Linked DNA regions of Sus scrofa: region 2 is linked to region 1. The links are chromatin contacts, called in public HiChIP or PLAC-seq maps. All regions are on one chromosome and are shown on one strand. Each heading gives the region's core, a stretch centred on a gene start, on an enhancer-like site or on the middle of the called end of the contact. The rest is flanking DNA. Distances are from core to core; before and after follow the strand shown.

The links. HiChIP or PLAC-seq counts read pairs in DNA pulled down with a chosen protein or histone mark.
Region 2: a contact with region 1 is called in an H3K27ac HiChIP or PLAC-seq map of alveolar macrophages. The contact joins two enhancer-like sites. A contact is called at or near these places in 7 of 47 Hi-C or Micro-C datasets (embryonic fibroblasts, epiblast stem cells, fetal heart ventricle and 4 more) and 1 of 2 datasets of contacts at active chromatin or transcription factors (alveolar macrophages).

What each region holds. Positions count from the first base shown.
Region 1 is chr14:64,153-70,016 of Sscrofa11.1, forward strand. No RefSeq gene overlaps it. Among named protein-coding and RNA genes, the nearest start is that of CDK20, 43 kb to the left of the region's middle. Within about 2 kb of position 4,424, at least 12 of the 83 cell types and tissues checked have an H3K27ac peak or open chromatin away from gene starts, as enhancers often do. A contact at or near this core is called in alveolar macrophages, where this site is marked.
Region 2 is chr14:369,838-376,094 of Sscrofa11.1, forward strand. No RefSeq gene overlaps it. Among named protein-coding and RNA genes, the nearest start is that of NXNL2, 25 kb to the left of the region's middle. Within about 2 kb of position 3,029, at least 2 of the 83 cell types and tissues checked have an H3K27ac peak or open chromatin away from gene starts, as enhancers often do. A contact at or near this core is called in alveolar macrophages, where this site is marked.

The sequences.
Region 1 (5,864 bases), core at 3,174-5,673:
ATTGAATTGGAGCTGTACAATTAAATTTTAATTTTAGATGGGCAGAATTTTTCATGGGACATAATTATATTTAAAATGATTCATTGTTTACCTGAAAATCAAATTTAACTGGGGTTCTGTATATTATTATTGTTTTTTTTTAGGAAGTTCTGTATTTTATCCAGCAGCTCTACTTGCAGAGGATTCTAGTGCATGCCAAAGTTTGGGAAGCGCTGGCATAGAGACTGTCTAGGTCAAAGGTCCCCTTTGGGCTTTTTCATAGCCTTTTTCTGGCTTTTTCAATAATGAACTCCAAAAGAGCTATTTCTTTAGATGCCGCTCACTTTTATCTCTCTGGCCTTTTTATAACCAGTGACTCCGTGTTCTACAGACTTCTTTTCCTGAATCGGAGTGCTAGCTTATCCAAATCAAAGAGTCACTGAGAATGTGGTTCTGTTTTCATCTTGTATCTTCCAAAGAGGATTTGAAATACAGCCTTTACTGGGGAGAAGGATGGTGGTCCCATCAGGATTTGCAAGCTAAACTGTTCTCGTCTCGTCAACTCTGTCCTTATGCACCTCTGACAAGTTGGATTAAGATTTGTTCTGAGGGGCATATATTTTATTGGGGAATAACAATTTTTAAAAAATTAAAAATAAAAAAAAAAAAATTGTTCTGAGGGAGTTCCTGTCGTGCTCAGTGGTTAACGAACCCAGCTAGCATCCATGAGGGCTTGGGTTTGACCCCTGGCCTCGCCCAGTGGGTTAAGGATCTGGCTTTGCTGTGAGCTGTGGTGTAGGTCTTGGACTTGGTTCAGATCCTGCACTGCTGTGGCTCTGGTATAGGCCGGCAGCTACAGCTCAGATTCGACTCCTAGCCTGGGAACCTCCATATGCCACCAGTGCAGCCCTAAAAGACAGAAAGACCAAAAAAAAGATTTGTTCTGATATTTGCATGGTTACCTGAAAGTATTATTATTTGTTCCCTCTGAGGCAGACTTGAGAGGGTCACTGTAGCCTCCTCCCAACCCCCCAAAAAAGTTCTCCAAAAGGAGCAGGAGTGTCAGGCATATAGCCATCTCCAAGTTCACTCTTGTGATCAGAATGCACCAAACAATCCACAAAACAGGACATTTCTGTTTGAACGACTGAAATTAAAAGATTGCAGCCAAACATTGAACTATAATTTATTTTACTATCAAAGAGACACATCACTGCGGAGGGACAGAGGGCTTAGATGTGCTGATGTGGCCCGTGGACTGCAATCCAATGCCAAGATGTACGGATCATCCTGGCCCCTTCACAGGGGTTTAGAAGGTCCGGGAAGGGGGTTATGATGCCTGTTTGTGGAATTCTGAAAGGCAGAAACAGGGCAGCTATAGGCCATAAAACTCTACTTTCTTTTGTGTTATGATTCCTACTCATCAAATGATAGGATTTGAGCCACGTGAAGCTATGTTAAGTGGTGCAAAATGGAGTCACCATGGCTAACATGACTTCCATGTTGGTTCTTTGAAACGTCTGGTATCGGACTGCAGGTAACTTGGAGTGATGAACTATGAGTGTCACTGTAGATAGGAATTTGTTTGGCAACATTGGTGGAAAGACTTCAGTGCAACAACTGATAAAAACAAGACCTCCTGGCTCTTGTTCCACTTTTCCAGCAGACTTCTTCAGATGAGGACACCAGAGCCCAGCACCATGAGGGCTCTCTGCTGAAGGACCTCACTCCATGCTGCTGAGAGCTATTCCAGATGGACCTGCCAGAGGAGCAGAAGCAACTTTCCACCCACTCTTGTCAAGAGACCTATTGCAGGTCCAGAGACTCCTGTTCATTGCGACGTCTTATTTCTGGACTTCTCGCTGGAAAGGTTCATTACCCCTTTCCTGTTTTCTCCCTACTATGACTAAGCTGTGCAGTGTGCTAATTGTGTGCAATAAACCAAGCAACTCGTGAATTGAACTTTGATTCTGTCTCATGTATCTTCAATCCCACGCCGCACCTCTGGGCCTCACCACTGTGCCCCGCAACAAAGTTCCAAGATTAATAGGAAATTTGGGCAGAAGAAAGTCTGTGACCCTCACATTCATCTTTCTGTGTTTCTGTTTTCTCACCTCTTCTTGTTCAAGTCTCTCTGTCTTCTCACTCATTTATATTTCCTCTGCCTTTTCATATCAATGGCTTCTCAGTTCTGACAGGGGTTAAAGATGGCCTTTCCAGGAGTTCTCATGATGGCTTAGAGGTAACGAACCTGACTAATATCCATGAGGATCAGGTTCATCCCTGGCTCTGCTAAGTGGGTTAAGGATCCAGCATTTCCATGAGCTGTGGGATAGTTGCAGATATGGCTTGGATCTTGCGTTGTGGTGGCTATGGCTGTGACTGGCAGGCTGCAGCTCTGATTCGACACCTAGCCTGGGAACTTCCCTATGCCGTGAGTGTGGTCCTAAAAATACAAAAAAAAAAAAAAAAAAAAAAAAAAAAAGACAGCTTCTACATAAAAACTGCTTGAGTTTACCCTACATTATCACTTGTGCCTAACTCAGACAGGGGTGAGATGGTACATACTCTGACTAGAACATCAGTTTGCCCAAGTTTTTCTGCATCTGGCTCCATGCTCAAATCAGACAGGCCCAGTCATTCAAGAGCCATTTGATTCAAGGAAAGAAGTCCTTCCTGCTTAAAAATTATTGCAGAACATGCTCTCACTTTGATTCTGGGCTGGACACTGAGCTGTATGAAGCTACTAATGGTTAAAAGACAAAATCTTAAATACAAGAGGACCCTGAGGAGCAAGGCCAGGTGTTTTGAATTTGCTCTGAGACAATGGGGATAAAACTTCCAAAGGAAAACAAATATGTGCAGTGATAAGTGTCAGGCCTGCTTCTGAGCTCTTCCAGTTCCATGTGCCAAGTGTAAGACATGGTGCCTTGCAGACAAAATGTTTGCCTTGCTGAATAATGAATACCAGATACTAACTGAAATGGAGAATGATATTAGATACACAAAGTAGCATTTTCCCTACACTTTCACCTTTTTTTTTTTTTTTTTTTCCTCTTTTTAGGGCTGCACCCATGGCATATGGAGTTTCCCAGGCTAAGGGTCGAACTAGAGATTGAGCCACTGGCCACAGCAATGAGGGATCCAAGCTGCATCTGCAACCTACACTACAGCTCATGGCAATGCCAGAGCCTTAACCCACGGAGTGAGGCCAGGGATTGAACCTTCGGCCTCATGTTTACTAGTCAGATGCGTTTCTGCTGAGCCACGATGGAAACTTTCTTACACTTTCACCCTTAAAGGATACTTCAACAGTCACTGATACCCTAACTGATAGGTTCCCAGGAGGATGGAACAGACAACCCCCCCCGCCCAAATGTGGCTGTTCTCCTTGGAGACCTGCTGTGGACACCCTTTTCCAGAATATGGAGGCTCAAGTTGGGCAGCAAGAAACAATGGCCTGAGGGAAACAACTACCTGCATAGATTAACCGCCTACAAGGATTAACCGCCCTCTGTCCTGGGACTCAACCCCTACCCCTCCCTTGACCTTCTCCTCCTCCTTCTTTGTCATTCCTGCCACAATTCCCACCCTGAACTCCAGCCACAGATTCCAGCCACAGATCCTTTGTAAGCCTAGCATCTCCTCCTCACAGTAGGCGCTGGCTCCCTCTTGAGCTCAGCCCATCCCCCCTCTCATGCCTTAATAAATCTCTCCTGCTTTACCAACTTGGCCTTGAGTTCCTCTCTCCGCACTAACACTATCATTTTCTAGAATGTTTATATTATACAAGTATAATTTTAAATGATATCGTATTGCATTACAGTCTCCTAAAAATGCTGAGACTAATAAAGACAAATTTTCATTTAGAACACAACTGTCGTGTATTTTTTTTTTTTTAGTGACTAGGAAGTCAGTTTCTCTTTCATAATGACAATTATTGCAAACACTTCTGGGAGTTTTTGCAATGTTTTCTTCGGAATGCTTCATTCAACAGTTCCCCATTTTCAAAGCCATCACTGTTTAACACTTTGAACAGAGTGTGAAATAACTGGTCTTTGGCTCTCACAAAAAGCACACAGCTTAGTAATGAGAGCCCCAAGTTTAAATATTTATTGGGCATCCCCTCAAAGGACTATAACACGACACTTTAAGAGTCCTTAAGGAAAAAGAAGCCACACAAAGAGGGAGGCTGAGTGTGAGAACCAGGCCCATCTGCTGGTGTACTGGGGTCTGCAGTCCTAGCCTCCAGCATCAGGAATCCAGCGGGTTTTCTAAGAGGTTTCTATTTCTGGCTCCTTTTACAAAATGCATCTCAAGGCAGCTTGATTAGCAGGGAAGTGCTTGAGAAAACAAAAGCAAAAGGTTCAGTAAGTGGAAGAGAGCCCGGGGCTAGTGCCCTCTGGGGCACTCTCCCTACCACAGTTTCTTAAGCTTAAAAGCCTCTGCTGTGGGAGAGGGTTCAGCTTCTGGGCTAGAGCTGGCTAAAGCAGCCAGCTGGGCTGCGCTGAGAGGACCAGGCTCCCCGCTAGAATATCTGTCCAAAATGCCCTGGTCTGCCTTCTTCTCTGCTTATGGAGATGCCTGCCCAATTCTGGCAGTGATAGGTGATCTTGAGAAAACAAACATCAAACAGGACACCAACTTGCTGTTTCTCAGGCAGGTTCAACAGCATCCCAGTCCATTTCACCCATGTCCTCCTCGCTATGACAGAGCCCCTGAGGGGTGACTTTTCAGTCTCCTGAGTCCTCCAAAAGAGGGTGCTGTAAGGAAAAGAAGTCTCAGTCTCCTTCTGAATGGGCTCCATCAGACCTGTGGCCTCCACTGTTTCTATGAACAGCTGAGGATCATTTCTTAGAATAGGGTCTGAGAAATTTTCACACACTGAGATAGAGGGCAGTCATGCATGAGTTAGCTTGAATTTTATGTTAACTAAAATCAAGTACACATCACGCATCTACTTTGATTATTAAAGAAAAGGGCACGGTGACCAGGAGTAAGCATGTCCATGTTAAAAAGAAAGATTAAACATCTCTCCCCCTGGGAAGCCAGTGCTGATTCTTCTTTGATCAGAACACTCCCTGGCTAGGTGCTGAGACCATGCTGACTCACTGTATACATTTTGATCTGTGGGGGGGGGTTTGTTTTGTCTTTTTAGGCCATACCAGCAGCATATGGAGGTTCCCAGGCTAGGGGTCTAATTGGAGCTACAGCTGCCGGCCTACGCCACAGCCACAGCAACGCCAGATCCGAGCCTCGTCTGTGACCTACACAACAGCTCGTGGCCAAGCCGGATCCTTAACCACTGATGAGCCAGGATCGAACCGCAACTCATGTTCCTAGTCAGATTCGTTTCCACTGCACCACAACGGGAACGCCTGTGTTTTTGTTTTCACTTTTTTCCAAAAATTTGAAGGAATGTATCCCTGACTTTTTTTGTTTGTTTCTCTTCCTTTTTTTTTTCTTTTGTCTTTTTTTTTTTTTTTTTTTGTAATTTATTTTTTTCCACTGTACAGCAAGGGATCAAGTTATCCTTACATGTATACATTTTCCCCACCTTTTCTGTTGCAACTGAGTATCTAGACATAGTTTCAATGCTACTCAGCAGGATCTCCTTGTAAACTATCTCAGTTGCGTCTAAAACCCAAGCTCCCGATCCTCCACTCCTCCTCTCCATCAGGCAGCCACAAGTCTATTTTCCAAGTCCGTGATTTTTTTTCTGTGGAGATGTTCATTTGTGCTGGATATTATCTTTTTGTCTTTTTAAGGCCACACCCAAGGCACATGGAGGTTCCCAGGCTAGGGGTCAAATCAGAGCTGTAGCCACTGGCCTACACCAGGGCCACAGCAAAGCAGGATCCGAGCTGCATCTGTGACCTATACCA
Region 2 (6,257 bases), core at 1,779-4,278, 300 kb after region 1:
GGACCCCAGGGACAGACATTTCATTGCTGTCCTGTGTGAAGCAGGTCAGATGACTTATTTTAAACCATTCTTTCTTGTAGAATTCCTTAATCGATTTTTTTTCTTTTTCTTTTTGGACCACACTTGTGGTATGTGGAATTTCTGTGGCCAGGGATCGAAACTGCGCCACGCTGCTACCCCAGCCACGTCAGTGACAATGCTAGGTTCTTAACCCACTGCACCACCAAGGAACTCCTCAATTAATTTTTATTCCACATATTGAAGCTTAAAACAAAATTACCCAAAGATTTTATGTTAGGCTCCCCTTTCATTTTGGTGATGATTCCGGTAAGAAAGGTGCAGAACAGTTGCCTAAGTTGGCATATGGGCCACCATGGGGCCAGGGATCTAAATGCCAAGGACTGAGGAATCCTGAGTCAGACACAGTATGGGCCTGAGATGCACCTGGGTCTCTGGACTTTTGCACCTGCTTTAACAGCTGGCTCCTCCTTTGTCATTTTGGAGGGTGGCATCAGATCTTGGCTGAAGCATGTGGTGTAGTTCCAGGTGCCCTGGAAGGATTCTGCTCAACTCATGCTTTTTTGTGTGGGAGGGGTCCCCCCCCAGAAATGGGAGACAGGGCAGAGGTCTTTCTTCGTGGGACTGTGGGGGACAGGGAGGCAGGGATGCTCTCTCTGGGGCTGTGCAGATGCAGGTGCCTGAGGTCCTGGGCCTCTTCGGGACCTGGGCCCAGGCCATAGCCCTTCCGGAGTGTCTCCATGAACAGTTTCCTCTTGTCTTAAGCATGCCGAAGAAGTTCCAGCAAAGAGGGGCCAGCTGTCCCCTCACCAGTGGCGGGTGAGGGGTCCCAGCTTCCAGGGAACACATTCTGAAGCATGTCCAGCAACCAGGCTTGTGGCCCGAGACCTCATGGGTAGAGGCTGAGAGAGGGGGCCTTGTGACCCTCATCTGAGAGTCCAGAGGCAGCAGAGATGCTGTGTGGGGGACAGGAGGACAGGAAGGCGGCAAGATGGGCAGGAGCCCAGGGGCCGGGGGAGACAGAGGGAAGTGGGGGAGAGGGACCAGCCCAGAGCGGGTGGATGGAGAGGGATTAGGAAGTGGGGAGGGGGGAGAAAGAAACTGTGCAGAAACATATTGAAACATAAGCGGCTGCACCAGAAGAAGGGGGACCTGTCAGCATCCTGGGCAGAGTGAGAGATGGAAGTGCACGGATTTCTGAGTAATTCTTGGCTTTAGGATGAGGACCAGCCTGCCCAGTTCTTTTCCTTTGCGCTTATTTCCACTATTAATGGCTTTTCCTCACACTGCCACGGCTTACTGCAGCCTCGAGTTCTACGTTATGGTTTAAAAGAAGAGTTGTAACCATATTGTGTGATTTCTGGGGGAAAATGTGGCAGTTTCGACTCAAAGCACAGAGGACCCAATGTGTGAGGAAGAAGGCTGGCTGCATGCTTGGCGTGACATGGGTGTGAGGTCAGACCTGGTACCTGGAAGGGAGCGGCCCTCTCCTGCCCCAGGACAAGTGTGCAGGCCTGGAGGGCATCTTGCAGTGTGGGGGCTCCTTCGAGCCCACAAGACCACGCTGGTGCGGGGGTGTTTGTGTCACTCACCTTGGCAGGGGCGAAGATGTCCCACGAGGATTCTATGAGGCCTCTGAGAAAAACACAGGACCTGAGAGAACCCCGGCGACCCTGAGCACAGGGCCGGCTGCTGCACAGGATGCTGATATCCGAGCCTCAGGCCGCCACCAGCACAGCCACCACTGTCCATCTCTTCCCCACAGAGCTCCAGGTTCAGCCTTCCCTTCATAACTGAGGTGGAAGGTGGGAACTTGATAAGGCCTCGTATAAAACAGCTAAGAATTTGGGGACCAATTGCTCTGAAGGAAAGTCAAGGGTGGAATAGTCCCTAGAAAATAATGCAAAGGGCAGGTGTTATTAATTAATTAATTAATTAATTATTTGATTTTTTAGGGCTGCACCCTTGGCATATGGAAGTTCCTAGGCTAGGGGTCGAATCAGAGCTGTTGCTGCCAGCCTACACCATAGCCGCAGCAATGCAGGATCCTTAACCCACTTAGCGACATCAAGGATTAAACCTGCATCCTCATGGAAACTAGTCGGGTTCATCGCTGCTGAGCCACAATGGGATCTCCCACGTGTTTTTGATTTATAAGAGGAAACAGGATTCAGCTACAATGAGTAACTGGATATAGGATTAGAAGCCACCTTGGCTAAGGGAGGGGCAAAGAGACCCTGACGCAGCAAGTCTCAAGTGCATGGCTCCCCTTGCTGGATGGGGTGGGGTCGGGTGGCTGGAGTGCCCAGGGCCCTGCCCAGGTGCTTGTAGTGGGAGGTCTTAGGTGGGGAATTGGACATGACTTGCTAGGTGCCACCAACACTCTAATCAGACTTAAAATCTAGAAGGCTGATCCCCTCACCCCGAACAATGAGCTGCCTTGGAGACCAGTTAAATAGTCATTTGTCATGGGATGTTCTGTTACAACTTCCCTCTACCCTCTACCCAAAACCATTACCCACATTTCCAAGGAGATTGCTTCTCCCTTATCCTTGACTATTGACTCAGCACAAGAACAAACCACCCCTTTTCCTATACAACTAACTGCTCCCTAAACAGCGGAGAGCCCGAGTCCTCTTTCAGTGCTCCTGGCCAATCTGTTGGTCAATAAAACTCGCCTGAAGTCTTAGCACTCAGGCTTCCTGCCTCTTTTCTGCTCTAACAGGAGGAATATGTGAATTTGAAAAATGTGGGTAAACATGATGCAAAAAATGGAAACTCTCTTGAGCGAGTCTGAAATCAATTTGGTCATGAAAGTTATTTATTAACTATAGGAAATTTGGAAAATACAAAAAAGAACAGGAAGAGAATAAAAATGACCTGCAGACCCACCGCTGGCCAACATTTTGGTGCTGATAAGCTGGCTTCCAGGCGTGGGAAGTCTGGTGGCAGGTCCCAGGGATGCTGCAGGGCAGGCTGGCCACATGTCCACACTGCCCCCTCGTGGCTGCTTTGTTGACAGCCACTTCCACCTTCAGCGAGGCACCCCCAGCACATCTCCCGCTTCTTCAGAGTGGTGCACCAGCCCAGAGGTTTAGCCTCAGAACCTGGAATCCATGGAGGAGAATGGCTGAGTCTGGGGTTTTCAGGGGCCTCCCCAAGGAGCTCCAGAGAGGGGAACCACACCCAGGCTGTCAGGGGAGCAGAGGACAGTGGTGGAGGGGCACAGGGCAGCCAAGCCCTGAAAGTGGTGGGTGGGCGGTCCAAGCCCATTCATCCTGCTGGTCACTTCATCTCTGCCTAGGAACTCTGGAAGGGACAGTGGGGCCTGGGGACCAAAGACTGAACTTCTTGCTATGTCAGTGGGGGAGGGGTTGTTTCAGAACAAAGGTTTGGGGCATGATGGCAAATGGGACACCCTGTCAAAATGCAAAGATGGGGTAAACAGGTGGTCTTCTGTCTCTTCTAACACCATGGGGGGGTGGTGCATAAAGAATAAGGATAAAGATGCAGCCTTGCCATAGCCCAGCATTCTGAAGTCCCTGGGTGTCAGCTGGCTTTTCTTCACTTTTCATCAGTAGGTGAAACATGGCTAAACATGGCTCTTCTCCTCCACTTATCCTCCATCCTTTTCCTTCTTGTTAAATTTTTTTTTCTTTTTTTCTTTTTTTTTTTCTGTTTTGGCCACCCTGCAGCATGTGGAGATCCCGGACCAGAGCTCAGATCCAAGCACAGCTGAGGCAACTCAGGATTTTTTAACCTACTGTGCCAGGATCAAACCTCCGTCCTGGAGGTACAGAGATGCTGCTGATCTCATTGCACCATAGTGGGAAGTCCCTGTTAAATTTTGAGGAGCCTTTATTTAAAATTTAAAAAACTTTTTATTTTGAAATGTCTTTGGACTTAAAGTTGCAAAACGAGCACAGAGAATTCCCATCTGCTCCCTTGTGTTAGCGTCTTGCATTAGTTACTCTGTGATGGTTGAACTGGGGAATCAACCTCGATATAGCACCATGAAGAAGTCCACCAACCTCATTCAAATTTCATCCATAGCTCTGCTGCACCAGGACCTAGCCCAGTCTCACATGTTACATTTTGTTGTCATTTGTCCTTGGTCACATTTAGTCTGGAATGTACTTTGCCTTTCTTTGTCTTTCACAACCTTCAGACTTTTGAAGAGTGATTGCCAGGATTTGCCACATGTCCCTTAATTTGAGTTTGTCTAATGTTTTCTCATAATTCAAGTCATGCGTTCCTGGCAAGAAGAGAAGTCCACGCAATAGTGTCCTTCTCAGTGCCTCGTGCCGGGAGTCCCATGATGTCAGTGTCACATCTCTGGTGTGAGTCCCATGATGTCAGTGTCACATCTCTTGTGGCACCGATTGGGATCATGTGTTAGGGTGGGCCTGACTGGCTTCTCCGTGACATTATCTTACATAATTACCTTTCGTAATTAGTGTGAGTCTCAACACTGGCCTTTGAACACACTGACTTCCACGGTCTGACAGTTCAGTCTTCTAAGCTTGCCACTGCCCACGTCTGGAGGTCTTCAGACCCTACAGGGAAGGGCGGATGGCAACTGGAACAGCGAGAAAGCGGGGGGACCAGAATGGGGCTTGTCCTCAGTTCCTAATCCATGAGCTCCAAAATGGGAGGTGGGTAGTTCCCATTGTGTCTCAGAGGGTTAAGGACCTGACTAGGATCCATGAGGATGAGAGTTTGAACCCTGGCCTTGCTCAGTGGGTTAAGGATCCAGCATTGCCATGTGCTGTGGCGTTAAGTCATAGACATGGCTCGGATCCTGCGTTGCTGTGGCTGTGTTGTAGGCTGGTAGCTGCAGCTCTAATTTTTTCTCTAGCCTGGGAACTTCCATATGCTGCAGGTGCGGCCCTAAAAGGACAAAAGACAAAATAGGAGGGGGGTCAAGGATGATCAAAACAAGTAGTATCCCTCATTTTTTCCTACTTGACAGTGAATATGGGTGATTTTCTTTTCTTTTCTTTTCTTTTTTTTTTCTTTAGGGCCGCACCTGTGGCATTTGGAAGTTCCCAGGCTAGGGGTCAAATCAGAGCTGTAGCTGCCAGCCTCTGCCACAGCAACAGCAAAGCCATATCCGAGCCGAGTCTGCAAACTACACCACAGCTCATGGCAAACCCGGATTCTTAATCCACTGATTGAGGCCAGGGATCAAACCTGTGTCCTCATGGATACTAATCAGAGTTGTTTCTGCTGAACCACGTTGGGAACTCCCTGAGTGTGGGTGATTTTAAATGAGGTAGCTATTCAACTAACCTATTTCTTTGTGAGTGTCTTTTTCCAAATCCATAAAAGCATATGTTGAGTGGACTTGAAGGCACAGGGCACCTGGTGACACGGAGGCTTCTCTCTATAGTTGAGAAGGTTCTATTTTTATTTTATTTTGTTTTATTTGAGGGCCACACGCACGGCAGGTGGAAGTTCCCAGTCTAGGGGTTGAATCAGAGCTGATCTGAGCTGAGTCTGTGAGCTACACCACAGCTCGCTACAATGTCAGATCCTTAACCCACTGAGTGAGGCCAGGGATCCAACCTGCATCCTCATGGATGCTAGTCAGATTCATTTCCTCTGAGCCACAAAGGGAACTCTAAGAAGGTTCTGTTTTTAGAGGTGAATCTTAACTGTGGGCAAGATGACAACAGTTGTGTCTGGTGGCAGTGAATGTGAGTCTGTGGAGAACAGTGGCACTTGGCCTATGTCCTTACGGGGGCCCTGATTTCTCTCCCTGGTAATCCCTTCTTCTCAGAACTCCCTCTGAGTTCTCCCTCACTGCTTCTGTCATCCCTCACCTGGACTCTGGAAGAATATTTGAGTTGCGGAAAGCTTTGCTCTTTGCAACTTCGTAGCCACATCTTTCTAAAAAGAAATATTTGGGGAATAGGGAAGATTAAAAGGCTCATTAAAAGAACAGTTTAAGGAGTTCCCTTCATAGTCAGTGGTTAATAAATCCAACTAGGAATGATGAGGTTGTGGGTTCAACCTCTGGCCTTGCTCAGTGGGTTAAAGATCTGGCATTGCTGTGACCTGTGGTGTAGGTTACAGATGTGGCTCGGATCTGGTGTGGCTGTGGCTGTGGCTGTGGCTGGCAGGAACAGCTCTTGATTCCCTTGCCTGGGGGGTAGGGGGAGGAAAAGTTTAAGAGGGGGAATCGCACTGTTAGCTTTTGCTGCATAACAAAGCATCCCAAACTTTAGGGGCATAAA